2 separate regions of the Drosophila melanogaster genome follow, and region 1 is linked to region 2. The links are chromatin contacts, called in public Hi-C maps. All regions are on one chromosome and are shown on one strand. Each heading gives the region's core, a stretch centred on a gene start, on an enhancer-like site or on the middle of the called end of the contact. The rest is flanking DNA. Distances are from core to core; before and after follow the strand shown. Region 1 holds the start of unk (unkempt). Region 2 holds the start of CG17110.

Region 1 (5,733 bases), core at 11-2,510, 66 kb after region 2:
AAGTTGTACATTTACAGCAAAATCATCATTTTAATACATGTTTGAGGGTATTTCTTTAATAAGTAAAAGAAATTTCTCTTTCAAAACTAAAACCGCTTTCTTTCCACCTTCGTACCCTGTAAGGAGACTACAACGATAAATGGATAGAATGGAGGTCGGGGTCAGAGGTTGGACCTCGAGTCTGGGTCATAAAAACAGACATTGTTGTTGTCTCTCGCAAAGCGTAATTGCGTTTTACTTTTAGCCCGTTCTTACACTTCACAGAGCTTTTCTCCAAAGCTCGCCAGCCACAATAACTGTACATTTCGAAGCTGCCGGGGGAAAATCAAAATAAACGAAGAAGAAAACACGCAAAAGCGAAACGCAATAAAAACAATGACGCACACACTTGTAGCGATGCCCTACGTCTGTGCGTGTGTTTGTTTGTGCGTACCTGTGTGTATGCGAGCGTCTGTGCATGTATACATGCGACAAGAGAGCAACAACCACCACAAAACGGATGCTGATAAGAATTTGCTAGCCCACTAGAGCTGGAATCACTTTCACTTTTGCACGGTGGTGACCTCGCCTGCACACACATACACATGCACAGAGATACAGCAAGCAGCACGCCCACATACGCACTTACAATTTCACTTTTGGCTTTCCAGACAACGCCAGGCCCCTGCCACCGCCCCCACCACACCCCCCTGCACACAAACACACTATGGTTTTTGTTTGTAAACACGAAGACAAGAGATACACACACATCGCGAAGGAAGGAGAGCGCAAAGAGGAAACAAAAAAAATACAACGTCGTTCGCTATTGCTGTCTCATCCATCCTCCGCCACTGCAATCGTCCCGTCCAGCGTTTTCACGGGCCATCAGAAACTATGAATTTCACAACATTTCTACTCACTCGTCGCCCTCGGGACAAATCCCAGTGGTCTCGTCGTATTTGGTGCAATAGTTATCCGCACTGTAGTTGAAGGTGCCATCGCGTTTTCGCACTGGACGACGCCGACGCTGGTTTTGAAAATGCCAATTGAAACAGACGAAGGGGCGATGCTGGTTGCACTTGTGCTGTAAAAACGACTGGCACTGCTCCACGCGGAACTCCTTCAGGTAGCTGAAACGGTTGGCGGAAAGGTTGCACGTCAAATTAACCATCGTTTGCATTAGTTAGCATCTATTTACGTGTAGTGATTTGGTTTTTCCTGCTGCGAGGAAAGCAGCAGCTTGTTCGTTTCATTTGCCAACATCGTTGTTAGTGATGTGCAAAAAACATCGGTGCGTCGGGCATCCATGGCCTTAAGTCGATTGATATCGATAATTTTTGTCGGCATCGTCCATATCGATTGGTTAGCAAATACACACACCCCAGTTGATGGGTGGTTAGCCGGGACGCAAACGAAACAAATTTGGCGCCAAAATTAATGCGAAATTGTTATGCATGTGTTTTATTTATAACAACGCCTATATATTATAACACACATTTCAAAGGGAAAACATTTCGAAGAAGGAAAGCAAAAGCGTTTCTAGTCCAAGGGTATGGGAATGAAGGCGTTGATTCTGTCCGTCTGTCGCTGCGCTATGCATTCGCTAATCCAGACGATATTGCGTACCTCCAACTGTTTAAGTTTAATGAACGAGTAGAAGATCCCGAAATGGTACTGCTGCAGGAAGGTCTGCACATTCTTCTTGGCCTCCATCATGAGAAAGCGGTCCTCCAGCGTAATCATGCCGTCCGAGTCGCGCTCCAAATTGTCAAACATTTTGCCATAGCCATCGAACACATTGCAAACATCCCTTATTTTATCCGTATCATTTAAAGTGGACATGGAGGCCAAGGCTATTTTGGGCAGGTAGCCACAGGTGGGGAACATCTTTAGACGCTCCTTCGGTCTGAGTGTTGGAAGGTGGGCATTATGAGTATAATATGAAGAATTTCATAGCAACACAGATATCTTACATGATATCACTGCCAATAGCGTTCACAGCTATTGTAATGGTCCGACGATCCGCCTCGAAGGACAATAGATTGGTCATCACGTTGGCGGTATTGCCGCCCAGTTGGCTGCAATAGGCGTAGAATTTCTCCAAATAAGCACGATACAGATGGGCACGCACAATCTCCACGTCGAGGTAACGCAACGACTCCATGGGCAAATCGCGTGGCACAAACCGAGCGATGGGCGTGTCAATTAGAACGGCGTCGAAGAGCTCCGCAGAATTCGAGGCCACTTCGATGGCGCCCAGTTGATCGAATTCGCCCAGCGGATGACACATTCTTAGCAGACGCTTCATGGATCGGTGATTGTTTAGGCCAGCGACCAGAAGCGCCACATTATCGATCATGAACGGATATCGTATGAACTCCATAAAGGTGGTCAGCGGCTCCGTCGAATGACTGCGTATGTAGTAGTATTGCTGCAGCAGACGATCCCTAAGGCATCTTTCGATCACCTCAACGGACGGCGCTGATTGTTCGCCACCAAAGATGAGACCGTAATCCGTGCCCTGGATGCTGATCATTACGTCCTCGAGGGATTCACACTGGGTCAGATTTAGATAGTCCGAGTGCTTTAGCATGCCGTTCTTGAATCCGCGCGTTAGGGCCTCCAGGTAGCCATACTCCGTGTTGAATATCATCGACATTTTGACTTATTATTATTTTCGAGCTATCTATTAGTAGGAATTCACACGCCAGGCAACTTTTAAGTGAAAGCAGAAATTGATAGATGGAACATGCGGTGATAGGTATTTCTCGGATGAACTGATTCTGATATAAATACTAAGGATTCTAGATGCTAAAATAATATTTATTAAGCTACAAATATATTTATATATAATATTTAAATATTCGGTGGCGGTATCTACCGATGCACGCTAGATGGCGCTACCGATGGTGCAAGGCTGCCATTCGTTTATCCTTTTTGACAATATGGCAGCGCTCTAACGGTTTTTTAAATTTTAACTTTAAATTTGAAAAGATATTATTTGTTTGGTTTGTTCGTTTTAAAGTGCATCCAACTAGATTATTTTAGTTATAAGAAAATGCACCTAGTTAAAGCTTGCTATTTGAATTTCAGATAGCTATTTATCGGCCCATTCTAACGCAATTTCCGCACATGCGCCTGGAGGATGCTGTACGGAAATTACCTGTTGCTCTGGGCCATTTGTTTACTTGCTGCCAACTCTGTTTGTTTACTCAGTCAACTAGCTGCGCTCGGGCCAATAGCATACTAACTGCAAGTTGTTACACGTTCATTCAACTAGAACAAATAAACATGTGAATTTCTCGCCCGGCCTTTGTTTTTGATATTTCTTTGCCTTGTTAGTGTCGCCGCGTGTGCATCGCATAAATGTGGCAATAAAACGACATTTATTATTGCTACCGAAGCATTTAATTGCCCATCACAAGAGGGTGTCACCTTCTCACGTTGCATTAACATCAAAATGAACTAATTCCTACTGGCAGATGAAAAATGGAACTGTCACCAAAGAAATTCTGCCTTCTGGAGTTGTGAATGTGCTCAAAAAAAAAAAAAAAATGGTAAGTATTGTACTTAAATCACGAGTTTCACCTGTTGCCTTTCCATGTCGTCAAAGACTTTAAAGATATTTAGACAAAGTCATGGCAGCTGACAAAAATCGGTCGATATGGGCAATAAATAAGATCACGTTGTGCAGTTTAAAGTTGGCATTGGCCATGTCACTACCGTAAACTTTCCATGCGGAAAAAACTTAGGCTGCATTCGTTCTTTGTCCCACAAACACAAATCCCTGGACATGTGGCCGTCAAGAAGTCCCAATCGCGGGATGGACAAGTGACGGCTGAAATGCGCTTCCAACTCATATTGCTTTCAACCAAAACAGAAATCATCGCGTGGGTAGCATTTTTTCGCATTGGCGAATACGAATACAATTTTCACGAAAAATATGTCAGCCACATGATGAAAGCAGGAAGTGTTCAAGATATATACAGAAGAAAGTATTGTGATGTATTGGCATATCAAAGATAGTCGAAAGGTGGAGATACAATTATTTTACAGAGATATTTTGGCGCTTTTGGCCGTCACACTCTTTGCATAGATGGCTCGGTAGATGTAAAAGCCAACTGCTGCATGAACTGCAACTACGGTGCAAATGGTCGAAATAATATCGGCATTGATATGGGCATAGCTCTTGAGCACCACAAATTTCAGGGCAAAAAAGGTGGCTATGGGAAAGCCAATTATTAGGGAACAGTAGGACATCAGCAGCAGGACAATGAACACGGATCCATGAATTTGGGTGTTTGGTGGCATCAGAACTTCCCACTCCAGCTTCTCCATGCTCGAAATCTCTTGAAGGAAGATCAGGCGCAGGATATAGCCCGTGACCAGGACATGCATCACAATTACCGTGGCTACGCCGGATCCAATGCCCACATTGTCATCGCTGTTTCCGTAGAGCGGCTCCATAATCAAGAACTTGAAGATGACGAAGATCACCACGGGAAACAGAAGGAAGACGGTCAGAAAGAGCAGCAGTCGCTGCATTCGTTCGACGAGATATTCGGCTCGCCTTTTCTGGAAGGGAATTTAGCGGACTTGGATACCGAAAGGATTTTGATTAGCTTACCTTGACATTGGAAACAAGTTCAGCATTGTTCAGATCCGCTGTGGAGCAGGGAGCGAGGGAATGGCTAACCACCTTTCCACTGGGATAAATCTTGCGCAGCTTGGCAATCATTTTGTCTATATTATATTTAACTTAGGATATGCAACTCAATGCCTACTTAAATTATTGTCTACGATTCTCAGATAGTCGTCTAATAATAGCACACATATTTTAGTTCAATAAACTTAAATCATTTTATTAGCAAATAAATATGATGCCCATAAAACTTGGCATACAAAAACAAGCCCAAGTCATTTTGGGCAATTAAGAGATCAGCAAACATAAAATTTTTTGCTGAACATAAAGATTGCCACCATGCGAGGCAGAAATATCTGGTCGCATGACTGGGGCGACATGACTATATAGTAATTAAACTTAACCTAATCACACCAGTAGCCAGTAGCCAGAAAAAGAACTTCGTCAGATTAGATATGTGTAATTAGCCAGACGGTGGAATTCGGGTAGAGCTATCTTGACCGATAAAGCCCTCCAATCAACGTCGTGATTTTTATAGCAACACTTGACTTAAAAACCGCGCCCTCGATTTATAGCAAAAGATTATTTGTGGGTCAGCTGACTGCAAGGGGATCGGTTTTTTCCCTAGCGAAATTAATTTGCCAGCAATTCATAAATTTAGAATACTACAAATCAATCGTTGGAATTTTCATTGACATTCACGATTCGGTTGTCAATTTTTCACAATTATATTGCGCATTTCGTTGGGTGTATTTTTTAGAGAAATTAGCAAATTTGAAGGCCAAAATTATTGTGAAAGATTAACATTCCATTTATTTCTCAGTTATTCACAAGAAAAGCATTTGGGGCTCATAAAGATTTAACAAACATAGATTACCATAAATCTTTGACGTTACATTCGCTTTAAATTAATAATCTTATCTAACTTTGAACGCACGTTACTCATACGCAACGTTGGCCCATTGATTTGAATGCAGAGCAGACTTCCTGGCTAAAAATAAAGCAATAGAATGGGAATTTTATGAATACGCTTATCCAATATTTTTCAACTGTTATGTCTGTGAATCATGCAAATTTTAGACCAGCCTCTGTTATCACTCAAAAGCAGCTGC
Region 2 (5,342 bases), core at 1,970-4,469:
ACTCCCACTACCATGCCCACTTTCTTATCCTGTCGAACTGCGTTGATGAGAAATGACAGGCAATAACGCCGTTAGCCGTGCTCCATCTGCATTTATCATAACTTTTGTGTGTTCTTTGCTTTGATGGCGCTGCTGTGGCTCGCGGTTATTGTTGCTGTTTGTGTTGTTGTTCGTGTCGTTGGGTTTTGTAATCTCTGTTCCCTGTAATTGCCCAGTGCTCTGCCTGTTGCCTCCTTATCAGTCTTAGCACGCTTTGCGCTTCGTATTCATAGAGATTCAGCACTTCGCGGCGGCTTCAGCGCTCGTAAGTATGCAATGATTTCTGGCTCGGCTGTTTTCTTTTCCACTAGTTAGACTGCATTTTCAACAAGGAACAGTACTTTGAGCCATAAATAATGCTCAATCTGGTCTCTTAGACTTTAATGGCATATGGCTGAGTTACTTGCCACTTGACTTATTATGACTTATTATGCCCTTTAGATTATATATCTTTTTATTCCCACAAAATGTATAAAACAGAAGTTAAAGGAAGTTATTATAATTTAATATTTGTATGCTCCCATTATATAACCATTAATTTTAAGTAAGCATAGTAGTTTACTGCTCCTTAATATGGCCAAATCAAAAAAAATGAAATATTTACTCGAGTAGTTTCTCAGCATATTGAATATGCTTGTAATCTCCACCTGGGCCACACTTTCTATGCTCGAACTATACTGAGTCCCATTTGATAGTAGTGGAGCTGTGTAGTTCAGTACCAATTTTGAATGTAATGTAATTTATGCAGCAGCAAAGCCGATTATTTGCACCGGTCCAAAATGCATCCGAACAAAATTGTAATGTTATACACCCACAAACGAAGGGCTAAATAAATATTTGATTTGCTTTATTGCATCTGGCTATTGGTAGCTGCATAATTGAACGACGAATGCGATTAATTGGCAAAGCAAACAGCATTCGAGGCCATTGAATTATGGGAATTGCGAATGCTAGGCTTAACAATCAAAATTAAAGCCGGGGGATTTTTAATGCGAGTACGTGTAATAATTATCCTTAACGAAGCGATAAATGTCGATCAATTAAATTATGACTGCTAATTAAGTAAGCACACAATTTTTACCGACGCACTTGCATTTGCATTTTCAGCAGCTCTATGAATGTGCATCCAATTTGCAGACCGAGTGGTCCACAATTTTGATGACATTCGCACAAGTTGTGAATAAAAACCGTTTCGAGTGCTTTCGCCTTGTGCAGGCAGTAAGCAGCACGCATACGCACTGTTGGCCAGCACTTTTTGTATATCGATGTCGACTGTGAGTGCAGTTTGCTAAAGTGCTTGCCAAGAGCTGAGCTCCTTTTTTTCGTTCCACCTAATGCCTGACACACACACACACAAATTGAAGCTCTCCAGGCGATGCAAACGCATGCCCTCCGGATTGTCCTTGAGCTGTCAGTCCGCCAGCAACCCAATTCCCATTCCATATTTCCATACTACCGAAACTTTGCCATGGGCTCTGAAAAAAGCTCGAACAAAAGGAAATGTACGCTCTGGGCCGAGGGATATGGTAAATGGTAAATGGCAGAGGAGGATTATATCAGTTCTCTCGCTTTTATTTTTTTTTTTTGCTTTTTTTGGCCAGGTAATGCGCCCATAACGGATTAGGCGATATCCTCGGGGTTCCATCTCTGCAGTTCTGCAGGTTTTGGGTGCTCAACGCAAACAGTTTCCGGCGTTGCCCGGATAATTGTTACAATATACAAAATTTTCATTTAGTTTATTTGCCCAGCGACAACATGTCAGCTCAGCAGCAACATCAGCAAACAACAAACAGGCGCGCCCCCAAGTCACCACCATGGGCGAAAAGTGAATAATTTGGCATCAGATAAGTAGATTCGTGTTTTACTCGACTAAGAATGAACTACTTTAGCCTCTGTACAGACTTATAGACTCTATTCTAGGGACATTACATTCGAATTATGCCAAAAACTTGCCATTTTGGCCCATTGTGCAGCTGAACGAGTGTTTGTGCGCAGGAAACTTGTGTATTTATTTGACTTATGTGACGCTGTAAATGGGGAGAGTACGAGTTTGTACGAATGTGGGGCTTGGATGTTATTTAAAATGCAGACATGTGTAGCCTGTAGTTGCTGCTATTGCTGCTGGTGCGCCATTAAAATCCCAGCAACATTGTTAATGAACTTTTAATGACTTTTTGTGAGTACACACACTAAAACAATATCAACTTTGGCCTAGCAGGGTGTGTATGCGACACAAATCAGAGGGCTTTGGTTTTGTGTATTTTTTTTGGCCCAACCACCTTTTTTTCTGTATGGGAACAAGCGTGAAATCTAAATGCGAAACTAACTTTTGACACACTACTGGGACAACAGACGCAGTGCAGCAAAGTCGGCAAGTGCAGCAGGAACACTATTAATATGCGAAATTTGAATTGGATTCGAGTGGCTGAAAGGCCCGAGGAGGGGCAACTTGTTTACCCGGAAGCCCACTGGGCGTGTGGTGCGAACGTGTGCAGTGCATCTTGATTAACAAATCAACTGGAATTGGAATGCGATTGCATGCGATTCATCAGTAATCGGAAATCTTGGCTGCGGGCCAAATGGGGTCACCATCAATCCAGCAATCCTGCAGTCCTGTTACCCCCAAAGCAATGCGAAGCACCTTCGCCTCCATTTAAGGCAAATAAATCCATCAGCCAGGGGGAATCCCAAGTAAATGAGCCTTAAAGTGGGTTCATATGTACCGGAAAGTGATGGAAGAATGTTCACCAATACATGGAGTGGAATCCCTACCAATTGGGATGGTACAGAAATAGAGTTCCACTCCTTGTGCTATGAGCTGCAAAATTCAGTTTAATTTATAAATAATGCAGTACAAGATAGAAATTACTATTAGGGGATGTCTCTTTTGTAATCAATTGAATTTTTGAGTGCTGGATATTAAATTCATCAAATTAGTTTCTCATATAGAAATGGGAAGACACGAATATTATTAATGACGGAAGCAATTGTTAACTGCAAGTCATTTGTACTGAAAAGTAGATTAGCCATCTAAAAAGTAAACAAATGCGTAAGATAAAACAGTTTATAGGCAGCACCGTATGATAAGAAATTAGGTTTAGTTCCTTCTCGGATTTATTATCATGCCCTCTCTTTCGCTCGCTTATCGCTGATATTTAAACGCGCGCTTCTCTCCACGATCGCACAGTCGTCGTCGAGCCAGTGTTGCGAAAGGTGTGTTGTGTGTCTGCTCTCCGCTGTGGTGAAGTGTCGATCAGCTGATTTCAGCAAACAATTTAATTGATTTGTTATCAGCCGGCTAATTATTTACATTTTATAGAGTGCAAAATGAGTACAGCCAAGTGGGAGAACAACGAGGAGATTAAGATCTTTCGCGAATATCTTCGCATACCAACGGTGCATCCAAATGTGGATTACAGTGAGTTCCAATGGGCATGTATATCTTTATGAGGCTGCGATAAGAGTACCCTGATCTTTATGACCTTGCCATAAAATGTGTCTGCTATTTATAGCCGTTTGCACGGAATTCTTGAAACGCCAGGCTGCCAGCTTGGACCTGCCCGTGGAGGTTATCTATCCGGTGAACGAGCAGAATCCCGTGGTGGTGCTAAAATGGCAGGGTTCCCAGCCGGAACTGCCCTCCATCATTCTCAATTCGCACACGGATGTAGTGCCCGTTTTTGAGGAGAAGTGGACACACGGTCCATTCAGCGCGGATCTAGATGCAGAGGGTCGCATCTTTGCGCGCGGATCGCAGGACATGAAGTGCGTGGGCACCCAATATCTGGGAGCTGTGCGTGCCCTCAAGGCCAGTGGCTATCAACCCAAGAGGACGATCTATCTCACTTATGTTCCGGACGAGGAGGTTGGCGGCCACCTGGGCATGCGGGAGCTGGTAAAGAGCGACTACTTCAAGAAGCTCAATGTGGGATTCAGTTTCGACGAGGGAATCTCTAGTGCGGATGAAACCTACGCTCTGTACTACGCTGAACGGACTCTTTGGCGTGAGTAGGATTGACTCATACAAACAATTTAAGCTAGCCATGTTTTCCTGCAGATCTTCGTTTCAAGATCAGCGGAACTGCTGGTCACGGATCACTGTTGCTCCCGAATACTGCTGGCGAGAAGCTGAACTATGTGGTAGGCAAAATGATGGAGTTCCGCAAATCGCAAGTGCAAAAACTAGCTGACGACTCATCCCTCGAAATTGGTGATGTGACCACTGTGAATCTCACCCAACTGAGGGGCGGAGTCCAGAGCAACGTGGTTCCCCCATTGCTGGAAGCTGTATTTGATATCCGCATTGCCGTCACCGTGGATATCCCTGCCTTTGAGAAGCAGATTCGCGACTGGTGCGAGGAGGCTGGCGGCGGCATTGAACTGGAGTTTGAGATGAAAAACCCCTTTGTGGAGCCAACAAAGATTGACTCGTCGAATGCCTACTGGCTGGCCTTTAAGAAAGCACTCGATGACCTGTAAGGATGAGAAGCTCTGACAAAAGGCATGGCTCTGATATCCTTTCTCCTTGTTTCTTTCAGTGGCCTCAAGACACGGGTTCGTGTTTTCCCCGGCGCCACGGACAGTCGTTATATTCGCTACGCAGGCATTCCAGCTCTAGGATTCTCGCCCATTAACAACACCCCCATCCTGCTGCACGACCACGATGAATTCCTGAAAGCCGATACCTATTTGCACGGCATTGAGGTTTACAAGAAGCTCATTCCTGCCGTAGCTGATGCTTAGCGAACTCAATTCAATTATGAAATAATGCATTTAATGCTTACTTGTCGATGTTTATTGTAATAACTTTAAACAAGCAGGCTTATAAAAACCCATTTAAATAAACAATGTATGAATAAATAAGCCAGTCCATAGTCCATACCATTAATGGTGAGCAAAAAAAGGAAATTTAAATGAAAATGAATAAGTTTATGGTTTACTATTATGGCTTTGCTAGATAACATTAAGCTCTTAGCGCAAAGATGAAAATCCGCAAATTGTGGGCTCTTCTAATCAAGTAGCTTAAAGTCAACAACTGATAATGCCATTAAGTCAATCCACACTCAGACTTCAAACCAAACAGCACGGTGGATTACAAGTCAGTTCCTTTAGAACCACGGGGCATTCAACTCAAAATGTGCACTTGCACGGAACAATGGAAGAACGACGAGGAAATAATCATTTTCCAGGAGTATTTGCGCATTCCCTCGGTGCATCCAGACGTGGACTACAGTAAGGATTTGTTTTTCCGCTCCTTGGATTTTGTTATCCCTATTTCCCTTGCAGCTGCATGCGTGGAGTTC

Evidence for each region. Hi-C and Micro-C count contacts between places; a contact is called where the count stands out from the background.
Region 1: a Hi-C map of the Kc167 cell line shows a contact between it and region 2, with 2.4 times the contacts expected there. The contact joins the promoter of unk here to the promoter of CG17110 in region 2. A contact is called at or near these places in 10 of 107 Hi-C or Micro-C datasets (the Kc167 cell line, the ML-DmBG3-c2 cell line, the OSC cell line and 4 more).

Annotation. Positions count from the first base shown.
Region 1 is chr3R:23,156,602-23,162,334 of dm6, forward strand. It overlaps unk (unkempt), which reads right to left and starts at 1,261. Exons shown (of 7, transcript NM_001275931.1): 1 at 1,178-1,261; 2 at 900-1,109. The coding sequence starts at 1,242. VhaAC39-2 (Vacuolar H[+] ATPase AC39 subunit 2) reads right to left here and starts at 2,715. Exons shown (of 2, transcript NM_142871.1): 1 at 1,953-2,715; 2 at 1,416-1,885. The coding sequence starts at 2,638. The coding sequence ends at 1,519. It overlaps CG13829, which reads right to left and starts at 4,737. Exons shown (of 2, transcript NM_142872.3): 1 at 4,607-4,737; 2 at 3,876-4,554. The coding sequence starts at 4,717. The coding sequence ends at 4,030.
Region 2 is chr3R:23,088,505-23,093,846 of dm6, forward strand. CG17110 reads left to right here and starts at 3,220. Exons shown (of 9, transcript NM_001300550.1): 1 at 3,220-3,252; 2 at 3,359-3,457; 3 at 3,552-4,043; 4 at 4,097-4,514; 5 at 4,578-4,929; 6 at 4,997-5,271; 7 at 5,326-5,342. The coding sequence starts at 5,175. All of the region lies in intron 1 of Cow (Carrier of Wingless), which reads right to left. CG6726 reads left to right here and starts at 3,220. Exons shown (of 9, transcript NM_001300549.1): 1 at 3,220-3,252; 2 at 3,359-3,457; 3 at 3,552-4,043; 4 at 4,097-4,514; 5 at 4,578-4,929; 6 at 4,997-5,271; 7 at 5,326-5,342. The coding sequence starts at 3,367. The coding sequence ends at 4,782.